2 separate regions of the Anas platyrhynchos genome follow, and region 2 is linked to region 1. A link is a contact called in public Hi-C data. All regions are on one chromosome and are shown on one strand. Each heading gives the region's core, a stretch centred on a gene start, on an enhancer-like site or on the middle of the called end of the contact. The rest is flanking DNA. Distances are from core to core; before and after follow the strand shown. Region 1 has its middle 12 kb from the start of PARP11. Region 2 holds the start of CRACR2A (calcium release activated channel regulator 2A).

The links. A called contact is a pair of places that touch in the nucleus more often than the background predicts.
Region 2: a contact with region 1 is called in a Hi-C map of skeletal muscle, with 2.8 times the contacts expected there. The contact joins the promoter of CRACR2A here to the enhancer-like site in region 1. A contact is called at or near these places in 2 of 8 Hi-C or Micro-C datasets (liver and skeletal muscle).

What each region holds. Positions count from the first base shown.
Region 1 is chr1:81,133,442-81,138,778 of IASCAAS_PekinDuck_T2T, forward strand. No RefSeq gene overlaps it. Among named protein-coding and RNA genes, the nearest start is that of PARP11, 12 kb to the right of the region's middle. Within about 2 kb of position 3,895, at least 2 of the 8 cell types and tissues checked have an H3K27ac peak or open chromatin away from gene starts, as enhancers often do.
Region 2 is chr1:81,178,031-81,183,534 of IASCAAS_PekinDuck_T2T, forward strand. CRACR2A (calcium release activated channel regulator 2A) reads left to right here and starts at 1,828. Exons shown (of 19, transcript XR_011811859.1): 1 at 1,828-2,007.

The sequences.
Region 1 (5,337 bases), core at 2,645-5,144:
GGTGACCTCACAGAAGACACATGCACAAAAAAAGTAAAAAGGCAGAAAGTTTGACAGTGCCCCAAAAGAGTAGCATCAAAGAAGAATAAAATGAGTCAAGTTCTGTAAAAGTCTCAGGGAGTACAGAGTAGCCTCAAAGAAGCAGAAAAAAATAGTTGAACGCTTGAAAGAACTATGGGGAATATACCACAGACCTCAGATATAACAAGAAAGCAGCAGAGATTATGAAAGTGCACTAGGGGAACACATAGTACCCCTGCAGCTGCTAAGAAAGAACAGAGGCTAAAAGAATGACAGAGAATAATAGCCTTGGAGTAGAGAAGAAAGAAGCTGGCTTTCTTCCTGGAGAAAGAAGAGTAGTTGCAGAGATTCCAAGAACCTTGAAGACAGCCTGAAACAGCCCCAGAAAACCCAGATTAACCTCAGGAAAGTGAAAACAAACAAACAAACAAACAAAAAAAAAAACACTGCAGGAAGACTGAAAGTGCTCCAGTCATTTTACAGAGAGGAAGGAACAGACCAAAAGCCTGAAAAGGAGACATAGCCAGTTTGAAAAGCCAGGGAAGAAATGGAAAGGTTGAAAGAGTCCCAGAGAACGCAGAATAGCCTTGCAGAGGCTGAGAGTCTAAAAGAGAGCCTGAAAGAACTTCAGTGAAGTCTCAGAAAAGGTAATAAAATAGCATAAAGTCTGTAAATGTGAAGGACAACAGAGAGTAGATTCACAAAGGTGGATAAAAGTAGCCAAGGAAGAGACACAGCATACAGTGTCCTTGGAGAGGTGGAAAAAAAAACAAAAACAAAACAAAACACAAAACAAACAAACAAACAAACAAAAAACAGAAAGAATGCAGAGCAGAGAGTAGACTCAAAGAAGAGACCAAGAAAAAAAGCATAGGTGTTAAAAAACCCTAGGAGAACATACAGTATCAGTGGAGGACAAAGAATGTAGGAGACAGAGTAGAAGTATGCTGCTGAATGCAGAGTACACTTAGGGCAGTGAAGAAACAAGCAGATAGCCTCAAGCAGATGGCTCAGGGATTATGTCTCTGCAGTACTGCAAGGGCAGTGTGATACATCACTCTGCCAGGCTGGGAAACAGAAGTGTTCTAGCTCCTTATGTTTATAGGCATTGGAGCAATGTTTTTTCTTACTAGACAATATGCTCTTCTTATCTTTAGAGGATCAAAAATAAATGTGCCTTCAGGTCTTTGTCTTCTGATACTTGTTCAAGTACATCAATTTATGTGTCTTCACTCTTGATATATACCATAGATTAAGGTACTTCCTAGACCCCTCAAGAAGGATAGAGATGGTCTAGACCCCTCAAGAAGGATAGAGATGGTTATCAGAGACCAAGTCTACAACTCAATGAAGTCAGGAAGGCACTGGTGCACAATTGCATATGACAATAGTAAAAATAAAAATAATTTTGAGGTGGAAGGGACCTCTGGAAATCACCTTAGTAAAACTTCCCAACTTACATCAGGCTGCTCAGGGCCTTAGCCAGTCAAGCTAGGACTAATATCACAGAGAGTCTACAACCTCTTTGGGCAACCTGTTCTAGCCTTTGACAACATTACTTACTAAACATTTATTTCCTTATAGCTAACTGGAAATTTCCACGCTCTGACTTAGTCCAATGCCTCTCATCCTTTCACTGTACACATGTGATAGAAGCCTAGCTCTGACTTATCTATACTATCTTCTTAGTTAGCTGAAGACTCCAAGTGAGATTTTCCCCTTTTCTTCCTAAGACCAAATTCAGCTCTCACAAATGTTGCAGCCCCAAAATTATCTTGAGGGCATGCCATTGGACTTGCACTGGTATGTATGTCATTTTCTTTCTTCTGCTGGGAAGCCCAAAACTGGGAACAGTAGTCCACTTCCAGATGCAGTCTCACAAACACCTAATAGAGTAGAATAGTTTATTTTCCTTGACTCACTCGCTACAGTTTTGTTAATACCACCTGATACATGCTCTGACTTCTTCATCACAAGGGTTTACTGTTGAGTCATGTTCAACTTGTTTATGAGATTTCTCACGTTCTTTTCTGCAAAGATAGTTTCTTTCAAATTGGCTCCCAGTCTGTACTGTTGAATGGGCTTATTCCATCCTACCTACAGTATTTCTTTCATTTGTCCTTACTGAACCTCAGAAAATTCCCATCAGCCCATTTCTCCAGTCTGTTGAGGCCTCTCTACATGGCAGCCCTTCACTCTAGTGTATGGATCACCTTCCCCACCCATTTGATATCATCCATGAACTTCCTGTGGGGCACTCCATCCCACTGTCCAGGGTGTTAATAACAATAAACAGTGTTGGCACCAGTACCTACGTCCAAAGGGGGCCACTAACAATCAGCCACCCATGAAGTACCTGATGACAGCAATGAGACCAGGTCACACACCCTCTTAAACTCTCTTTCTCTAAATAATTAGTCCAGTTCTCTCAAATTCTCCTTGCCTATCACACATTCCACTTCCCCAAATGATCCTAGTGGATCTCTCCTGAACTTAATTTGGGATGCCCATGTCTTTCTTCCACTGAGGAGCCCAAAACCAAACACATTAGTCCAGGTGCAGTACCAAATAAAGTGCCTGTCTCTTGAATTGCTGTCAATAAATAAATAAAAAGAAGGAGTTAAATAGTATTGTCCCCATATCAAGTCTAGCTGGTTCTTCACCCACCTCATCTTTCACTTAGCCAAACTTTAGCTCAACTGTTTGTCTACAAGGTTACTATGGGACACTGTGGTAAAAATGCTCAAGTCCAGGACACTTGCTGCTCTCCACTCATCCAGTGAAACAGCTCACTGTAGAAAGCTATCAAGCTATCATACTGGTTACATGTGATTTTTTTTTTTTTTTTCCCCTTCATATAGCTGGAAGTAGCTTCCACGAGCATTTGCTCTATATTATTCCAAGGGGGTGAGATTAGGCTGATAGTTATCTGGATATTCTTTCTTAATTTCTGGGGAGCTGGAGGATGTACTATATGGCTCTTCAAATCATAAGGAACCTCCCCTGATCAGTATGACTACTCAAGGATGACAGAAGTAAGTTTCACAATGACTTTGATCAGCTCCCTCGGCACCTTTGGACATATCCTAGGTGGGCCCATGAACTTGTGCATATCTAGCTTGCCTTTTGGTCTCCAGTGTAGTCTTGCTCTACTGTGGGTAATCCTCCACATTGCCAGATTTTGTGACTAAATTCAGGGACAAGCTTAAGGACAGCTTCTAAGGCTTAAGGACAGACCTTACAGAAGTAAATACCAAGGCAAGGAAGGCACTGCCTATTACAGAAAGTCCTCTGTGTCCTTTGTCACTAGGCCTCTACCCCATTTAGGAGAGGTCCTCTTTTTCTTAGTCTCCCTTGTACCGCTAATGTATTCACAGAAAGCCTTAATGTTGTAGTTTAACCCAGCATGTAGCTAAGCATCATAAAGCTGTTTACTCACCTGCACATCCCTTTCTCCTCCCCACAGTGGGACAGGGGAGATAATAATAATAATAATAATAATAATAATAAGTAAAAGTGCAAGAACTCACAGTTTGAGATAAGGATGGCTTAGTAAGAAAGAAAATAAATAAAGATAACAACAACAACAATAATGAAGTGATGCACAATTTAATTACTTACCACCAGCCAACTGATACCCAGAAAGTCTGACACACAGACTCACACAGACAGAGTTAAAGGAAAGCAATGGCACTCCCCCCAGCCAGCTCCCTAAATTTTATTGTTAAGCATGATATCATATGGTATGGAATACCTTTTGGTTAGTTTGGGTCAGCTATCCTGGTTCAATCCCCTCCCAGTTTGTTGTGTACCCCTAGCCTCCTTGCAGACAGGGCAGCATGAGAAGCAGAAGAGTCCTTGACTCTCTGTAAACACTGCTCAGCAACAGCTAGAACATTGGTGTGTTATCAACATTATTTTTCTCCTAAATCAAAAACACACCACCATATCAACTGCTATGAAGAAAATTAACTCCATTCCAGCCAAAAACAGGATAATATTGCTTTCTACATTCCTCACTAGCTTCAACTCCAGCTGGACTTTGGTCTTTCCTGATTCCACCCCACCATACTCAGACAAGAGTAGCCCCAGTTCTGCCTTCTGTGCACTTCCTTTGTGCTATCAATCTCAGACAGTTCTCTGCTTCTGCCAGGCCTAGTAGGCTTCCTACATATCACAATGGATCCTGCTTGTTCTTTGAGGAGATTGTATTTGAAGACAGGTGCTGAATAGGCAAGGGCAGGATTCATGATGGCATAGCCCAGCAAGAGTGAGCTGGGGTGCCCTCAAAGGGTATGTCACAGCTTGAATAACTGCATTGTGCAGGTTGACCAAAGTTTGACCATGACCATGGTGGTCTTCCCCTTTCCCATGGTTCTCCAGTGACACACAGGCTCACAGAGACAGAGATAAAGGGAAAAAAGAATGCAAGTATTGAATAACAACAACCTATGAAACATCAGGAATGCCCCTGATGCTAACTGCCAGGGAAGATATGATTCAACCCCATGCAGCTCAAGAGCGGTGAGGGCATTTTTGGGAAAACTGATAATGGAGGGGTGGCTCATAGGACATAGGTGAGAGCAGTAGTTCATGCATCTGTATTATTTGGAGAAAGGCCTTATTGAGTCAACAGATTGTAACTACTATCTAGCTGCTGTAAAGAACATTTTTTTTCTCTTTTCTTTTTAACTTTTTTTTTTCCTCCCTGTTTTTCCTTGATTGGCATTTCCTGTGAACAATTGCTTGATTAGTCCCAGAATAAAAAAGAATTCCTGGACACCCCTCTACTGGTGTGTCACACACGGTTACCACTAGTCTGGATTCAATGGTGCTGACATTCACACTGAACCTGAGGGCTTGCAGAACCCCCAGGATAGGAGGGGAAGAAATAACATGGATTAACAATAACCATATGCCCAGGACACTGTCCATGATTATGGCTAACCTCAGGTTGAACCATTTCTTATGAAGAAAGTGAAGAAACTGACAACGGTGAGTATGCCCAGTTATTCACTGGTGTGGCCAGTGCTGAGCAATAATATTCCAAGCCATGATGGATCAAACCCTCACATCCAACAACCATCTGTACTAGGTGTATCAGCTGAAGCCAGCTCCACCAGCTGCTCCAGTTTTCTCTGGTTTCCTCAAGTGGACATAAAATAAAATGGCTTCTGTTTCTCCCTGCAAGACTCAGAGCTACAAAACAGGATCTTGGGGGAGGTGGACTTGTGGTGTAGCTTAGAGGGGTCTCGTCAGGAGAAAGCTGTTTCTAAATGAGTCCATTGAGTAGGGACAGTGAAGGGGTGTGTAAAT
Region 2 (5,504 bases), core at 578-3,077, 43 kb after region 1:
GTCTACCTAGACTTCAGCAAGGCCTTTGACACAGTCTCCTACAGTATTCTCTTGGAGAAGCTGGAAGCCCATGGCTTGGACAAGTACACCCTTTGCTAGGTTGCAAACTGGCTGGACCGCCAGGCCCAGTGGTGAACGGAGTGAAGTCTAGCTGGAGACTGGTCACCAGTGGTGTTCCCCTGGCGTTGGTGTTGTGGCCCATCCTCTTTCATATCTTTATTGATGATTTGGATGAGTGCACCCTCAGTAAGTTTGCAAACAACACCAAGTTGTGGGGAAGCATCAATTTGCCAGAGGGTAGGAAGGCCCTGCAGAAGGACCTGGACAGGATGGGTCGATGGGCAGTGGCCAATGGGATGAGGTTCAACATGCCTAAGTGCTGGGTCCTGACTAAACCTAGAAACACTACAGGCTTGGGACAGAGTGGCTGGAAAGCTGTGCAGAGGAAAAGGATCTGGAGGTGTTGGTTGACACTTGCCTGAACATGAGCTGGCAATGTGCCTAGGTGGCCAAGAAAGCCGACAGCATCCTGGCTTGTATGAGAAATAGTGTAGCCAGCAGGACTGGGGAGGTGATTGTTCCCCTGTACTCTGCTCAGGTGAGGCTGCACCTTGAGTGCTGTGTTTAGTTTTGGGCCCCTCAAATCAAGAAAGACATTGAGACCCTGGAGTGTGTCCAGAGAAGGGCTACGAAGCTGGTGAAGCATCTGGAACACAAGTCCTGTGAAGAGTGGCTGAGGGAGCTGGGGTTGTTTAGTCAGTTGAAGAGGAGGTTCAGGGGAGACTTTATTGCTCTCTACAACTACGTGAAAGGAAGTTGCAGTGAGAAGGGTGTCAGTCTCTCTTCTCAGGTGACAAGTGACATCCCTCAAGTTGTACCAGTGGAGGTTTAGACTGGCTATCAGAAAAGATTCTGACCTAATTGATTCTGTGATCCTGTGGTCTTTATACCACCTCCTATTGTATTGCTATTTCAGCTGTCCCTTTGATATATATATATATATATATATATATATATATATATATTAATAATTATTTCTCATATCAAGAAGCTATCCATCATTCTGGGGTAAAACACAATGGGATGAATTGCACCATTATTATTTTTTGTTTGTTTGGGGGGGGGAGGGGAGTGTTTTGTTTGTTTCTTTGTTTTTGCTTTAGCAAGTCTGCTGAATTGAAGTACATTATGAACACCATGCACAAAGTACTCTTCTACAGCTGTGACATGCTGCAGTGATGAGAACAAAGTATATTTCTTTTCTAGAGGGGTACTCAGAGAATCTGTTCCCTGGTAGGGGGAATGTTCCTTAACAGGTATGTTAAGGTAGACATTAACATACCCTAGCACAACATTTTTCAAAATGTACTTTGGGCTACTTGAAATTTCTGAATCAAATGAATGTGAAATCAATTCTGTCTCCTGTTACCATCTTCTGTGCAAGTGAAACTGCACTTGGGACAATTTAAAATCACAAGCTTGGAAGATCCTAGTTGGTCCATTTACTTTAGTTATCACCTTAAGTTCTTGTTTTGGATGAGTTGTCCTGCACCCTTCCAAACCCTTCTGCCCTGTATCATTCAGGTTACAGAGATTTCAAGTTAATGGCCTTGCCCCAGGAAGCAAGCGATCACATACTTAGTCCTGGCTGCAGTAGGGATCAAGGAGGGTATTGCAAATTTGAATTCCCCTGGCTCTCCGAGTTGACTTACTGCTGGTTCTGAGTTATACCTGCCAGAGGCGAGGTGTGATCTGTACTCTGACTGCACAGCCCCCTTTGTGTGGGCAAGGACTGGCTGTGGGTGGAGGGAGGCCGGACTGGCTCACTGTCCCGCCCCCGGGGCGCAGCCTGCTCGTCACCGGGTTATGCTATCCGTACCTGAACAAAGTCGTTTCAATCTTCCTGCACTTTTACTTCCACCCTGAGGCGTGTGTGGAACATCCGTCAGTCAGCGCGCAGGGCTTGTGTTGCACCCTCGCCTGGGGGCCTGCAGGACGTTGCAGGAGGTGAGTTGGGGGAAGGTATCTTGGGCCTGAAGTGTCAGGAGAGGAAAGATAAGAAGAGTGTGCAGAGCCAGATCACCCCCCCTAGCAATGCTGCTGGAGGAAATGCACAAAGTGACAGCTGCTTCTCCTTTCTCTCCCTGATGTCTCAACAGTGCTCTGCTCTTCCTCTATGCTCCTCCTGTTGCAAGCTCTGCTTCCTGTGAGGGAGGTCTGCAAGAGAATGCTGCCTTTGCAATTTTGTCAGGCCTGGGCAGGGTTTTAGGAGGTTCAGGGCAGCCCGCAAGTGATATCCGTTATTAGTACATTTCCTGTCCCCAAGTGCCAATCAACATTTCTGCCCATTCTCTCGGAGCTATGAGCTGCATACCTTGATGGCATAGTCTCCTGCAACATGTGTGGGAGGCACCTACTGATAAGAAACCTGGAAAAGCTCTTGTGGGAAGACAAGCACCCCCACCTGTTTGCTTGGTGTGTGGCTGACCTGCTGACAGTGGAACAGAGGTGGCACAGGGATGTTTCTGGAGCCACTGTGAGTGTTGTATACAGCACTCGCAGCCCCTGACCCTTTTGTTAATACTCATGCTGTAAGGCAGCAGGATTAGAACCGCAGTAGTTGTCAAAAATGCTTCATTTGCTACTGCACTGCCTACTGTTGTGAACTTGAACAAGTTGCTTTAGCTCATTTTGCCTTGCTTTACATCTCTGTGTAATACTGGTACCAGTACTAGGGCAAAAAGGGGTGAGACGCTTGCAATTGGAATGACAGCTGAGTGTACTGGAGTGCCAGGTGTTGTAACTCCCACATAAAGAATATTTTATAAATGTGGTGCCCAAAAGTGCTGTAACTGATGCTCTTTGTAGTGTCTCTTCTACAGTCTTCATGTACTAGGGCAAGAAAAACAGTGTCACACAGCAAAATCACTTTATGTCCTGCATACTTCTAGAGCTGCCTAATTGATTTTCATTGTATGCTTCCCTGCAAATACAAAAGATAATTGAAGTTGTGACTGGTGACTGCCTTCAGGGTCTTCATACTGAATGCCTATGATGACAGTAAATGATAGTTAAAAAGGATACTTACCGCTACCAAGATGCTTTTATATATATACCGATACAACAGATTTTGACTAAATGTAATGTATACTAAGGTCTTTTCCAACCTTAATGATTCTAAGGCCAGGGCCTGGTGACAGGAAAGAGAATGGCTTCTTTTAGTAGGCTTATGTCAGCTTAAAATAATTATGGTGTTACATTTTATCAGCTTTAGAGAAATTTCAACATAATGCTAAAAGATAACTCCGACACAAGGTCAGTTCTGAAGATCTCCCTGTTCATATGTCAGTCAGATTACAGAAGCTGACAAAATAACAAAGGTTATTTTGTAAATGATAGTTTGGTTGTAGGGAAAGTTGTTCTTATCTTCCAGTATCTGTAAAACATAAATGTTGCCTCTCATAAGAATATTTTTCGTATAAATCTATGGTAACCATGGTCTTAAGTAAACTTACTACATGTTTTTTTCTGACGATTTGTGTTTTGAAGTGTGCTGCTAAAGGCAAAAGAGAGAACTTTTGTTTCTCTTGTGTTTAGCACAGACCTGAATACAAGGGGTATAGGATAAAGAAAAAAATAAGAAGTTTCTTGAATGTTGCGGTTAATTTTTTTCTTGCCATACACTAGCAGCCGTTTGTGTCAATGTTTGCAGAACTGACAGGGTGCGGCTGTGACTTATAAAGCAGATCTTAACAGGGAAATTCCTTCAAAAATAAGAGTCTGAAAAATTAGGCACAGTGATTGTAAAAGGCGCTGCTAACTTTTTTCAAAAGAGGCTAAAGCAGGGCTAGTCAATCTATATGCCAGCATGTGAGTAAACGATCTAATTTCAGAGAATCTGTAGAATTTAACTGTTTTCATTAGTTTCAAGATGTGCAGGGCTGGGTGTTACATCTATCAGCTGAAGGATGCTTTCCTCAGTCAAGCTCTGTGCAGCAAAATACATATATATATAAATGCCCTAAGTATATATGTGTGTGTGGGTGTGTGCAAGTATGTGTGTGTGTATATATATATATATATATATATATAAATTTATATATACATACTGGAGTTATAATTGCAATAAACTATCAGCTTGTAAATTGTATCCCTGGATGATATTGGTGTTTTAATTTTTTTTTTCTGTTGTGAGCCATATAATTTTTCATAATCATTTCATTATTTTCTTTGTATGAGTGTTGGAAAAAGTCTTCTAAACTTAAAAGATAAGGCAAAAAGTTTTTACCTGTAGATAAATGCTAAAAAATATTTTACTGAAACTTAGAAACTCAGAGACATAAATGCAGGTAAAACAGCTTGGTAAGTTTTTAACTGTCACAGTTACAGTGCATGGGGTTGTCACACCTCATGACTTGTGAAATCTGTGCATCAGCACTGCTGTGCAATTCAAAAGCCTGGTGATTTACAGTAAACCAGATTGATCAAAGTACCAGCAATGACCTACCTTTTGAAGACCAGTCCCAAAATACCTCATGGTTAATAAACTGTAAAAATCTCGTAAAGCCCACATCTTTGGTTAGTATCATTTGGAGCTATGCTCATTTTCATCAGATTGTGATATGACGTGTTTTTACATGCTGATTTTTTTTTTTTTTTTTTTTTTTTTTTTTTTTTTTTGTAGCTAAAGGAATGCACATGGGGTTTCTTAACAGAATTTTTAATTTGTAAACCATTTAGTTTCTGAAGGGGATGGATGAGTGAAAAGAACTGCCTATTTTATTTAAAACTGGCCTTGGAACAATTGCATTGCTAACCCAGTAACATAGGGTAAATTGCAGTTTTAATTTTTCATGTTATTACCAGCACTTGTAAAGTATCAGGACACTTCAGGAACTAAGAAAAACCTACTTGCTGTGGAAGCTGCCTTGATGGTTAAGAATTTTAATTCATTCTCTATTATTTTTTTTTTTCTGTACTCAAGATGCTTGCTATGTGATTTTTTATGATGTGTATGAATGGTGGGGCAACTTGCAAGAAGGTGAGGTTCCCATGGTGCATGATTTCATTTTGCAGTATTTAGAAAGCATGATGATATTTTCTGAATCATATCTGGGCTGTTTACTAAGTGTAAATAACTTTATCAAGCAGTGCATAGTGCTTTTTTATTCCATTTTTTTTTTTTTTTTTTTTTTTAAATCTGGTTTCAGATTTCTATTCTTTCATATGCAATTGGCTATCTATTATTTGGATAGTTTTTCTTTTTCTTAAGGAAATCTAATAATGGACAGTACTAGCAGCATATACTGTCATGATTAGTTTGGTCTGTTCCTGCAATTGTGTCTTTTGTGAAATTGCTGAAATTTGAAAAAGAAAAATTTGATTTTATCTAGTACTCTTGAAATTTGAGACAAATCTTGTCAAGATCATTTTTGGCTTCACTTGTTCCAGTGAATTTTGATATAATTAAACTTGATTTTATATTACTGTCACTGAGAAATTGA